Regions from separate parts of the Mus musculus genome. Here all the other regions are linked to region 3. The links are chromatin contacts, called in public Hi-C maps. All regions are on one chromosome and are shown on one strand. The core of a region is the stretch at or near the end of the contact, and the rest is flanking DNA. Distances in the headings are between cores, read along the strand shown.

What was found. A called contact is a pair of places that touch in the nucleus more often than the background predicts.
Region 1: a Hi-C map of regulatory T cells shows a contact between it and region 3, with 14 times the contacts expected there. The contact joins the promoter of 4732440D04Rik here to the promoter of Rpl7 in region 3. A contact is called at or near these places in 4 of 484 Hi-C or Micro-C datasets (CD4 T cells, CD8 T cells and regulatory T cells).
Region 2: a contact with region 3 is called in a Hi-C map of regulatory T cells, with 15 times the contacts expected there. The contact joins the promoter of Lmbrd1 here to the promoter of Rpl7 in region 3. A contact is called at or near these places in 3 of 484 Hi-C or Micro-C datasets (CD4 T cells, CD8 T cells and regulatory T cells).

Annotation. Positions count from the first base shown.
Region 1 is chr1:6,215,147-6,219,196 of GRCm38.p6, forward strand. It overlaps 4732440D04Rik (a long non-coding RNA gene), which reads right to left and starts at 1,466. Exons shown (of 2, transcript XR_001778783.2): 1 at 1,410-1,466; 2 at 1-254. The region is part of intron 1 of Rb1cc1 (RB1-inducible coiled-coil 1); the gene reads left to right.
Region 2 is chr1:24,676,605-24,680,525 of GRCm38.p6, forward strand. Lmbrd1 (LMBR1 domain containing 1) reads left to right here and starts at 1,940. Exons shown (of 16, transcript NM_026719.2): 1 at 1,940-2,212. The coding sequence starts at 2,153.
Region 3 is chr1:16,101,841-16,105,702 of GRCm38.p6, forward strand. It overlaps Rpl7 (ribosomal protein L7), which reads right to left and starts at 2,593. Exons shown (of 7, transcript NM_011291.5): 1 at 2,525-2,593; 2 at 1,670-1,844; 3 at 1,328-1,494; 4 at 852-989; 5 at 650-759; 6 at 1-96. The coding sequence starts at 2,538.

The DNA.
Region 1 (4,050 bases), core at 216-2,715, 9.9 Mb before region 3:
AATCGCGGCCTCCGTCTCCAGGGCTCGGTGCACTGGAGTGTCGGGCTCGGGAAACCGGAGAGGGTTTGGGCCAGGGCCGGAGTGCCCTGACGGGAGGAACCTAGAGGTGATGCCTTTGTCCCGACCCCGGAGTGCAAGCATCGGTGTAAAGTTACTCCTTGGAATGACTCAGCCTCGCTCGCCCCGCAGATGGATTTGGGGTGGGGGCTTATGGGAGTACCAAAACTTGGTACAAATGACAGCTTTCGAACGTGCTGTCAGTACTTTCTCTACAGAGTGGTGGATGTGCTATGGTGACTGTTTATGGTTTCGTAATCCTGTCCCTTCCGTCATGAGTCTTTAAAATGTGATCATTCCATGAACTGGTACATAGGACTGATGCCACGGAACACTCGTGGACTCACTTATTGATAGAGTCCCTGCAAGACATTCAGTTGGGTGCGGATGTTGACAAGTCTATTATGAGCGTTAAAATTTATACATTTTGCTAACCATTTTCTGTAAAGAATTGGTGAGACTTACTTATCTGAGGGTTTGCAAAGCTAGCAAGCAGTTTAGAAGCAGCCTAAAAATGAACCAATCTGTGTTCCTAGTCAAATGTTGGTACTGTATTTCAGTAGGTGGTTTTTCTTTTTGGGGGAGGGGATCTATAAATGGACTTGTTATGTGTGAAATATTTTATTTAGTCTTATTACCAAATACAACGCAAATCATCGCTTTCCAATTAAGTTTTTGTTATGTTTTTTAGCATTTATATCTGTTTTAAACGTTAGCCAAGGCTTAGAAGGTAGCTGCTATATTCATCTCAACATTCCAGGAGGCTGAGACAGAAAGATGGCTTTAAGTTATTTGAGTTACTCAGTAAGTTAAGGTGGTCTTGGGAATCATAGCGAGAACATGTCTTGAAAAAAGAAAAACAAAATAAATGGTATTTACATAGTTATGCCATGGGTGTGTCAGGCCCATAATGTAGCATTTACATTGATAAATCTTATTAATGTAATTGGTTAGTGGACTTAGGCAAAATTTAAAAATTTTGTTTTATTTTGAGTTAGGGAAGACAATGAAGCAGCCCTCTGCCTGGAGAGAAGAGGGTTCTCTTGGGGTGGGGGGAGATGGAGGGAACAGGCAGCACTCTTTATGGCAAACATCAGGGTTTGAATGCACAGCAGATTGACTTTACACATAGATCTGTAAAAGCCAAAGGACAAAAGATGAAAGGACTGGTGTCTCCCCCAGTTGTTTTTGTTTATTTGTTTTGTTTCTTGCCTTGTTAGTGTGTACTGCTAGGACTAAAACTCAGTTTCCAGCATGCTCTGTAAGGTGTAATATCCCTGAGCCACTGTTAGACCTGAGAGGAAAATGTTTCAACGACTACCTGATTAAGAGAGCTTTGCTTAGAGGTGTACATTGTAGTTGAGGTTGACCTTCAGCTCTTGGCCCCCTTTTGCCAAGACTTGACACATCTCAGAGTAAGCTGTGGTAAGTATTCATTAGTGATGCCTTGGTAATTAATTATTCAGCAGCAGGCAAACTCCAGTCTCTTATCATTCAGAAGAAAAGTGAGAACATAAGTGAACATAGAAGCAAGCCAAGATTAAGAAGTGTGTGTCTCTATTGGAGGGTGGGTTTGAAATTTTGGATAAGGTGTCTTATTGTCTTGAGAATTTAAGAAGCTATGTCTACTTGACAAAAGGACCCATTTGGAGGTATGAGAGAGAGAAGAAATAAAAAATATGGAAGGCTCTGATTAAAGGCATATTCCATGAGAGGTTACTGAAGATAGAATGCCAGGATTGAGGGGTAGTAGTAGGAAGAGGCATTCTGTAGACATTCAAGTTTTTTTGTTTGTTTGGTTTTTGTTTTTTGCTTTTTTTTTTTTTTTCTCGAGTCAGGGTTTCTCTGTGGCTGTCCTGGAACTCACTCTGTAGACCAGGCTGTCCTCGAACTCAGAAATCCGCCTGCCTCCCAAGTGCTGGGATTAAAGGCGTGCGCCACTATGCCCGGCTAACATTCAAGTTTTATGCATAGTAATTTTTTTTGGTTTTTTTTTTTTGTTTGTTTGTTTGTTTTTCAAGACAGGGTTTCTCTGTATGGCCCCGGCTGTCCTGGAACTCACTTTGTAGACCAGGGTGGCCTTGAACTCAGAAATCCACCTGCCTCTGCCTCGAGTGCTGGGATTATAGGCGTGTGCCACCACACCGAGCTGTAGTTTTTTTTTTTTGTTTTTTTTTAAAATGGCTCATGGACCCTGCATGTGTAAAGGCACAGAGTTGAGTGTCAGTCGATATAGCAAGTCTGGGAAACAGTTGAACTCGAATCTGTTCCTCACATGTTGATTGATCTTACAAAGTACACCTGTAAATAACACTGAACTAGAGTAACATATATCTCATATGTGTGTGTTTAGATAACCCTTGGGCATTTTAAAGAAGGAAAAATGACCAATATCAATTGCTGGTTTAGAAAGGAGGTTAGAGAAGCAGATTGTGGCATGTTGGGTTATGCAATGTACTTTTTAGATAAAATCATAGTACTTAGCACATTTCTCTAGAATTCTTTTTGCATTATGGACCTAGGAAGCGTAGTTTGCTTATCATAAAACTGATTATTGTCTAAGGTCCTAAAAGCATTACTTTTCCTTTTTACCCTTCTGTTAAGTTTAGTGAGTCTGCAAGTGTGTGCAGAACTTGAGTGGTCATAAGGAGACTTAGTAGTTTCAGCTTTCTCAGATGTTTAATGAGTGCCCTTAAGATTACTGATTTTTGCTGGATTTAATTCTAATATTATTGACTTGTAATTATGAAAACAAAAACGTAGTGATCTGTTTTCATTGTTTGAGACATCAGTTTTTCCTTCACTATCCATATAAAAATTGGTCAGTAGCTGCCCAAAGAATATGTATCCAGATTATAATTCACTACTATTCTGTTCTTCCCATAGCCTTTGGTGACAGCAAATGACATTTGATACTGCCCTGTGTTTATAGTCTTGGTCTGATAGAGTAAAAGCTAATTCAGTATTATAGGTAATTTGGGTTTTGTTTCATAGTTAATATACACTGTAAAGTAAAATATACAATTAGAAAATGTTCTCTAAAGTCATGGATTTTATATAGTTTTGATGAATTAGATATGATGCCAGAATGTTAGTGCCGTAGTGTAAAATTATTTTTATATTATGCAGTTCAGGTAAGATACATGATAGTATGTATGGCATTATGGTGGAAACAAAACTGAATATCATTACTTGTTCTTTAATCTTCACAAGTACTGTGGCAAATTGACTCATAAAATAAATGTAATCTTTAAATATTTGGGGGCTTGAAATGTATCAGCAGTTAAGAGCACTCACTTCTCCAGAGGACCCCAGTTCAGTTCCAGCACTCACTTTATATTGCTCACCACCTGCTGTAAGTCCAGCTCTAGAGAGATCCAACACCATCTGTAGAACGAAGGAGAGAGACAGTCACAAACCGAGACTTTTTTTGGGGGGGGGTATTTTCCTTATTTACATTTCAAATGTTATCACCTTTCCCAGTTCCTCCCCTTTCTGGAAACACCCTATCCCATCCTCCCTTCTATGTGGGTGTTCATCCACCCACTCCCACCTCCCTTGCCCTCTGGGGCATCTATCAAGCCTTCATAGGACCAAGGGACCTCTCCTCCCACTGATGCATGACAAGCCACCTTCTGCTACATATGCAGGAGGAGCCATGTGTACTCCTTTGTTGATGCTTATTCTCTGGGAGCTCGGGGGTCTAGCTGGTTGATAATGTTGTGCTTCCTATAGGGTTGCAAACCCCTTCAACTCCTCCAGGCCGTTTTCTGACTCTTCTATTAGGGACCCCAAGCCCAGTTCAAAGGTTGGCTGTGAGCATCTGCCTCTGTATTTGTAAGGAGGCTCTAACAAGGCTTCTCAGGCGACAGTCATCAGACAGACACTCTTAACTATGTAGACCTGGCTGACCTCAGTATTATAAAACCAGATTATTGTGTATATGAATGTGCCTACTCTACTACTGAATTCCATTTCTGATTTAAAAGTATT
Region 2 (3,921 bases), core at 690-3,189, 8.6 Mb after region 3:
CTCTGCCCTGAATAAAGTGTACGCATACAAGCCCTCCCTGAAGAAAGGTATGTACACAAGCTAAGATGGTCTAAGAGAGCTATTCATCAAAATCCTTGGAGAAGGCCTTCTCCCTGGCACCTGCTCACACTAGACTGGAGTCCTGTAGACCCCACTGGTTCCGAATGCTGCTTCATCCTTCAAACCTGGTGTGTATCAGCTGTGTCTGGATACTTTAGAGAGGAAACAGAGGAGGTAGAACTACAAAACCACCACAAGTGGACTCAGTCGCTTCCTCTATTTTTGTTCTTCAGCTGCCATGAGGTAAAGTTTTTCTCTACCACACAGTCTTACATAATATACCATGTAAGACACCATGAGTCAAAGCAATAGATTGGATAACCATGGGTTCTAACCTCTGAAATCATAAACCATAATAAGACTTATAAATTGATTATCTCAAGTACTTTCACTTAGTGATGGACAACTGCCTAATGGAAGAGGTCTCAAGGAACCTATTTGAAAATGGACATAATACTACGATATAGAGAAAGGTGTTGTCTGATTCATACCAATGTGGAATGGGATCTGAATCCTATGGAAATATGCAAAAGTAAGTTATTTGTTCCATGGCAGAATTAGGGAAATGCAGCTTCAGGAGGAACAGCTTGTGCTCACAAAATTACTGATTATGTGATCGTTTTCAAAGAGGATTTGGGCCATTGAAGACAACAGGGATGACTGGTCTCAGGTGGTTTTTGATATCTCCTCTAACCAGCAAGCCTACTACAGAAGGGTTAAAAGGCATTGGCTCAAGAAGTAAAGCACAAGCATGACTTGTTGGTGATGCACTTGGGGACACACATGAGATCTCAGAGACGGACACACACTTCCACCAGAGAGTTTCTGATGGGACCGGTTCATATAAAACACATTCTGTTTCCACTTTCTTCTCATTTCGACACTTCTACCCAACCCTTAACTACTGCAGACTTCCAGTCAGAAATAAGACCAAGGTGAGTAATAATATCACAGCAGAATAAACTATAGCGACGATGGAGTTCATCCATAAACTGTTTTGACTGCATCCTAAGTGTCTTAGTGTCCTAAGGATGGAAGTGTTTATTGGGTTCACAGTGCAAGGTTTCAGCGCATTGTTGTGGTGATGTTATAGACAGCAGGAACTAGAGGTGGCTACTCACATCCAAGGTCAAGCGCACACAGCAATGAGTTATGCACGCATGCTAAGTAAGTCTTCAGTTCTGGTCCAGGGATGTGGAAATGTTACCACCCACATTCAGGGTGGGGCTTCTCACCTCAGCCCAATTAAAGGAAAAAATCCCTCACAAGCCCACAGGACAATGTATTCGAGACAATTTGTCACTGAGTCTTCCGAGATGGTTCTGCATTGTATCAAGCCCACAGACAAACGTCCACAATCAAAACTAAATATCACGCCGGGGTTTGTTTATTCAATTTAAATACACACTAATACACCACGGGACCCAGGCAAGCATCCCAGGTTTTCCCTCAGCTTCACATAAGATTTACAACAATCTCTGTTTTGTTCACTTGAGCATATTATTAGCACCTACAGTTCATAGACTCGGACATTTTAATTGTATGAAACCATCATGGAAATTCACAGGTACGCGCAGATGGAAAAAACAAAACAAAACGAAACATCACGTGGTAGCACAGTGCCGTCAAGCAATGACGTGACCTGGTCATCAGCAAATTATAAAGTCATCTGGGCAGATGACATTCTTTTATTCTGAGTCATTCCTGCACCAGGATGACTTCTGATTGCATAATGGGATCAAAACCTTGTTTTTGGAAGCAATGAAAACCCGTAATGTCACTCTACATTCAGAGGCACAGACACAGCCCTGCCTCCGTAAAGCTCCTAGAGTGCCAGCAAGATCAAGTGGCACGCAGGCCGCGCGTGGGCGGGCAGCGTGGTGACGTCACGGTGCGTCGGGTGCGCCCCGCCTCGGCTCGGCTGGTCGCCAGGGGACGCTCGCGGGCCGGGTCTCCTTGGCAACCCTCCGCTCTGCCCCTCCGCCCCTTTAACCTTTAGGCTGCGCAGTTCCGGGTCCCTCTTCGTTCCGTCCCGTCCCGTCCCGTGCCTTCCCTCCCCACCCCTTTGGGCTTATCCGGACCGGAAGCGAAGATGGCGGCGGCGGCGGCCGAGCTGGTGATCGGCTGGTGCATCTTCGGCCTCTTGCTCCTGGTAGGGGAGGCGCTCCGAGTTCTCCCAGGGTGAGGGGGTGGGAGGAGGAGGAGGGCGGGCCAGCGCTGGCCTCGCCTGTCGGGGACCCTCCTCGCCCGCCCTGCTCTCTGCTGGGTCCGCGAGGGTCTCCGGAGGAAGGCGAAGAGGCGCTGATCCTCCGCGGTCTCCTTCCTAACTTCAGCCAGCTTCTGTCTCTTGTCTGAGAATGTAGCTGGCGGGTGAGTTTGGGGACGAGCGACCCTCGGGGTGGAGAAAGGCGTGATCACGGCTTGAATTGGAGTCCTCACCGCCTCTGGGCCAGGCTTCTGGGCTCTGACAGAATCAATTGTTTATTTGTTTAAATGCCTCCTTCCCCCCCCGCCCCCCCTTGTTTCCCCGCGCCCATTGTGCGATTCTGCCTTGATGACGTGAGTGTCACGTTCTAGGTATTACATTCCACTTAGAACGCTGTAGAGCCGCTTGGCCAGGCGGGAGGTTATTACCTGTCTGACCTCAGGTGCCTTCTTTTCCAGACTTCTCTGATCATTGGGTGCACAAAACCCAACTGTAGTGACTCAGAGTGACCTGGTTGTTACTTTCTGACTTCGTTTAGTTTGCTTCTCTTATGACATTTCATATTGTCAAATCCTTCCCCACTCTACAAAGACTTCAGTCCTATGGTCAGTTAGTGTTTGCATTTTGAAACTCGTCCGATGTGTTTCAGATTCCCTATACTGACCCTTGGGTAGTTTGTTCAGGTAGTCAAGTTTTTCAGTTTTTCATCAGGTAGCGCGCGCACGCGCGCACACACACACACACACAGAGATACAGACACACACACAGACACACACACGCACACGACACTTGCCTTGCATGTTCAGGAACCCTAAATTCAGTCTTAGTACTGGCATGCTCCCTTCACTTTAACAAATCCCATTGCCCTGGGCCATGCTTAGCTTGTGTCCTGGAGGGAGGCTATCTAGCCCTGTACTAGGAGAGAATTCACTGGCTTTCCCAGCCCATATGTTTAGTGAAAAATAAGCATGTTACCAGCAGGAACGTAGAGTTGGAGTATCTTGATTAATGAAAAAGCATTTAAAGCACAGTAGTTTTACTGTGGATACAGTAGTTTTATCTAGGAGGATACAAACAAAATAATAAGTGGCTTTTTAAGAGGGGGCTGATCATAAGTTAGGAAATAGAGATCTTAAGCATTGAAAGAGAAAATATGATTTTATAAGGGAAATAGGACTTGGGAGAGGATACTGTTGGAAGAAAGTGCCAGTGGAAAAGTAGCCTTTGGATAGTTTGTGGCCTTGAATCAGGAACAACCCGGCAGTAGAGAAGTACTGTTGCGAGGTGCAAAATGTGATTTACTAAAAATTAAACGGACAGTGGTGGCACACGCCTTTAATCCCAGCACTTGGGAGTCAGAGGCAGGTGGATTTCTGAGTTCAAGGCCAGCCTGGTCTACAGAGTGAGTTCCAGGACAGCCACAGATACACAGAGAAACTCTGTCTCAAAAAACAAACAAAACAAAAAACAACAACAAAAACCCCCAAACAAACAAAAATTACTGTCAGTCTGTTTAGTGCTTGGCTTATTAGAAAGGAGCTGTATTCATGTCTGCTTTTCGTTCTGTCTTCAAGAAAGTTATTTTGGTTGAAGTGTGTGTACAAAACCTAGTCAGAAGTAGAGGACTGTTTTGGTAGCTGGAGATGTTCTTTGTG
Region 3 (3,862 bases), core at 1,343-3,842:
TGAAGGGCCACAGGAAGTTATTTGCTTCCTTGAAGCGTTTCCCGACTGTATAGATCTCATGAATTAGATCCTCCATGCAGATGATGCCAAACTTACCTGAAAAAAAATTGAGTCCAAGATCAAGTTTTTAAAAGTATTCCAAACACAATTATGGGCAGAACCATCAAACAAAGACAAGCCAGGTGTGGTAGCACATGCCTTTAATCTATCAGGTGGGAGCCAGATGAAGGCAATCTGAATTCCAGATTACAGACAAACCTTGTCTCAAAATTAAGGATGCAGAGCCTTTAAGGATGTATGTCAAGATTTGTCCGAAGTGAAGCCAGGCTGGGAGAAATGGCTCAGGAGAGGGAAGTGCTTGCTGCTTAAGAATGACAGGAGTTCAGATCCAATGACCCAAGCTCCAACCTAAAGGCTTGTTTGTAATCCCAGCATATAAACAGAAGGGACAGTCAGCTAGGCTGGAATGCAACTCTGGGTTCTGGGGAGAACCTAGCCACCGTGTGGTGGGGTCATTAAGGAAGACACATGACATTTGGGCCACCACCCACACGTATACAAAATAAAAGTAAAAAAATAAATTTAAAGTCTGGCCAGAAAACATGACCTTGGACTAGTATCAATCCCTCCCTGAAAAATCATTACCTACCAAGAGACCGAGCAATCAAGGAATTATCTGTCAAGGCAATCCGCTTCTTGTTGATTTTGCCGTAGCCTCGCTTGTAGATGAGCTCGTTTACTGACTTCAGGTTGGGGTACCTGCACCAGGAAAACCAGGTAAGTTAGAATACAGCCCAAGTGTCTAACATTCATCTCATCATAAAAGCCAACCGACTAGACAGAAAACTCACCCCCATGCAATGTATGGCTCCACAATCCGCAGCATGTTAATTGAAGCCTTGTTGAGCTTAACAAAGGTGCCATTGAAGATCTGTCGAAGACGAAGGAGCTGCAGAACCTTACGAACCTTTGGGCTTACTCCATTGATACTGCCAGAGAAAAAAAATAGATCCATACAGCTTTTATTGTAATTTTAAGTAATACAAAACTTAGTCACCACATAGTATGTGTGTGTAATCTCAACACGCTATCACTACTAGCTTGCCTTCTCTTGATTCCTGTTTTATCATAAAAGATGACTGAATGATACTAAGTAAACTGTTTTTAAGCTCTTAGACAACTACAGGACACTGAAATGCAGTCAGAGCAAGCAGCTTAGGCACAGGTTTCACAAACAACTTCCCGCCCCCCGTAATTCTCGGCCCCCTTCCTAAGGGCAGGCACAATACAGCCATTGCTGCCAGAACACGATGCAAAGTGAACTCACCCTCGAATTCTGATGACAAAGGCCAGCTTTGGTTCTGCGGGCACATAGAAGTTGCCAGCTTTCCTTGCCATCCTGGCCATCCGAATCTCAGTGCGGTACATCTGCCTGTACTCCTTGTGATAGTGCTTTGCCTTCTCATAGATGAGCTTCCTCCTTGCCTTTCGAAGCTGAAAAACCAATGGCCAGTCAGTCATAATTCTTGGCTCTGAAACAGAGCACAGCATCAGTTTTATACAAGGATGACTTGAGAATATCAAACCAGGAAGATCTCTCTTCAATCTCACCCCACGCTCAGTCCCAATAAGCTCCCTGGCCCACTAAAGACCTCCAAAGTTTACTTACTGTCTTCAGGGCAAACTTCTTCCTCAGGCGCTTCACCTTCAACTCTGCGAAATTCCTTCGCTTTTTCTTGAGGGTTTCTGGCACAGCGGGAACCTTTTTCTTGAGAGTTTTTGGCCCAGCAGGAACCTTTTTCTTAAGGGTTCCTGGCACAGTGGCAACCTTCTTTTTCTTCTCTCTGTTGTTTGTAGAGAATTACTAGTAGGTCAAAAAACTTCCTGGTGATGTATCACACACACTAGGTGCTCAGAACTACGTTAAAACTGTCACCCACTCAAACCGGCAGCATCTAGCATCTCCGTCGTTCCCGAAAGCTCTACTGGAGATGCAGCGTTCATGCCCACAACCTTCACGTTATACACACCTTACTTAAAGGTAAACATGTATGACATTAAAGAGATTTATGCCTAACCCCAGCCATCAGTCCTGGCCTGTGAATTGTTACAAGTTGTCAAGTCACACTGAAAAAACTGTACTGCACACTTTTTGGGTTCCAGGACTCACTGATCCTCGATCAAGTCTCAAGCTCCATATGCAGGAGGCTGCCGGTAAGCAGCCGGCTAAGATAACTTTAGCTACAAAGGATCTCGTTCCATGATTCCGCGGAATACATTCTACCGAAGAACGGACCTCCGCCCAAGTAGCCGGATCCGCAGTCTGCCCTCAGTTTGCTCCTGGTACTGCCAAGGCCTCCGCGCGGAGGCCCCCCGCACTCCCTCCTAGTACCACACGGCGTCACAAACACCCAGACAGGCAGGCAGTGGTTCCAGGCTACACTCAGATACAGGAAAAGTGAGACAAAATGCCTCTAGTTTGGGGGATGGAGAAGGATTCTGGGGGAGAGAAGAATCGACTTACGGAACAGCCTCCATGGTTCCAGCCGGAAAAGAAGAGAGAAAGGTGGCGCATGCGCACTGTCTCCTTAAAGGTCTCAGGGCGCGAAGCCCCACGCCTTATAGCTGTCCTGAGATAAGCCGGAAAATAATCTAGAATTGAGATTTTTGCACTTTGCTGGCGCAAAATGAACAGCTTGGCTTAGTCACGGCCAGCCAACTTTATGGTAAAACTCATCGGAAAACAAATGCACTGAATACATTTTTTTTTTTTTTTTTTTTTTTTTTAATGAATAGAGTGGGGACACCTCGTCAGCTCTGGGCTTAATTTCTCCAGGTTGCGTTGACAACCCTAGGGTCAGGCTCTGCGGAATTCGTTGGACCCAAAAGGCATGTTCAGGGATGTGAACTACAAGTCCCAGCATGCGTCGCTGCATAACCCGCGGGGCTGGAGGGCGACGTTGACCGACACTCTGGGCAGCCTTCGCGGCGGTGATTCCCATTAGGCTCACTAGAGTATGAGGCTTCACGTCCTCAGCGGCTAGCTGAGCTATGAAATCACTGTCTGTCACCTCCTCCGGCTCTCTGCGGCCCGTGGCCACGCAGCCCTGCTCCCCCACCTCGGCTGCGCTGCCGAGGTCCTTTTTCCGCCCGACTGCCGGGCTGTCTTCCGCAGCGCCTGATCATCGGCCGCCAGGTCCACAGTCCCTCGGTTGGCGAAAGCAGCGAGACCGGGAAGAGTGATGACCCGAAGGTCCGAGGAGGATGGGGGGGTTCGCTGCTGCGGGACCCGGCAGGCGCAAGCCACGGCGACCCTCAGCAGGGGGCGTGAGCCGCGAAGAGTGGCACGACGAGGGCGGGAGCCTTCGGCCGCGGTCGTGGAAGAGGGGCTGCCCCGCGCGGTGGGGCGGCCGGCGGGAGGGCGAGCGGGGAGGGGAGGCTGGGCCGGGGGCGGGGTGCGACCGGGGGCGGGGAGGGCCGAGCTGAGGGAGGGCCGATGCCACTGCAGCGGCCGGCGCTTCCCGGCGGTGGGTTATATAGCGCGGAGTGTGGAGCTACCTCAGAGCCGGCTGGGAACGCTCAGACGCTGCGGGGCCCCGTGCCCGAGTGACAGCGGCGCGAGTGCAGGGCAGGGGACCCGAGTCGCGCTGGCAGCTCGAGCGGTTGGCAGCCCTCGCGTGCGCCCCGCAAGTCGGCCCTTCCCGGCGCTGCCCGCACCCTCCCGCAACTTGAGTCAAGTTGACAACTCCCGCGTCCCGACGCATCCGCTCGGCGCACCCCTGTCCTAGGAAGACGGGGAGCCGCTGCAGCAGCGCCGGGGACGTTCGGGCGGCGGCGGCTTGGCCATGAGGGCAGCGCGCGT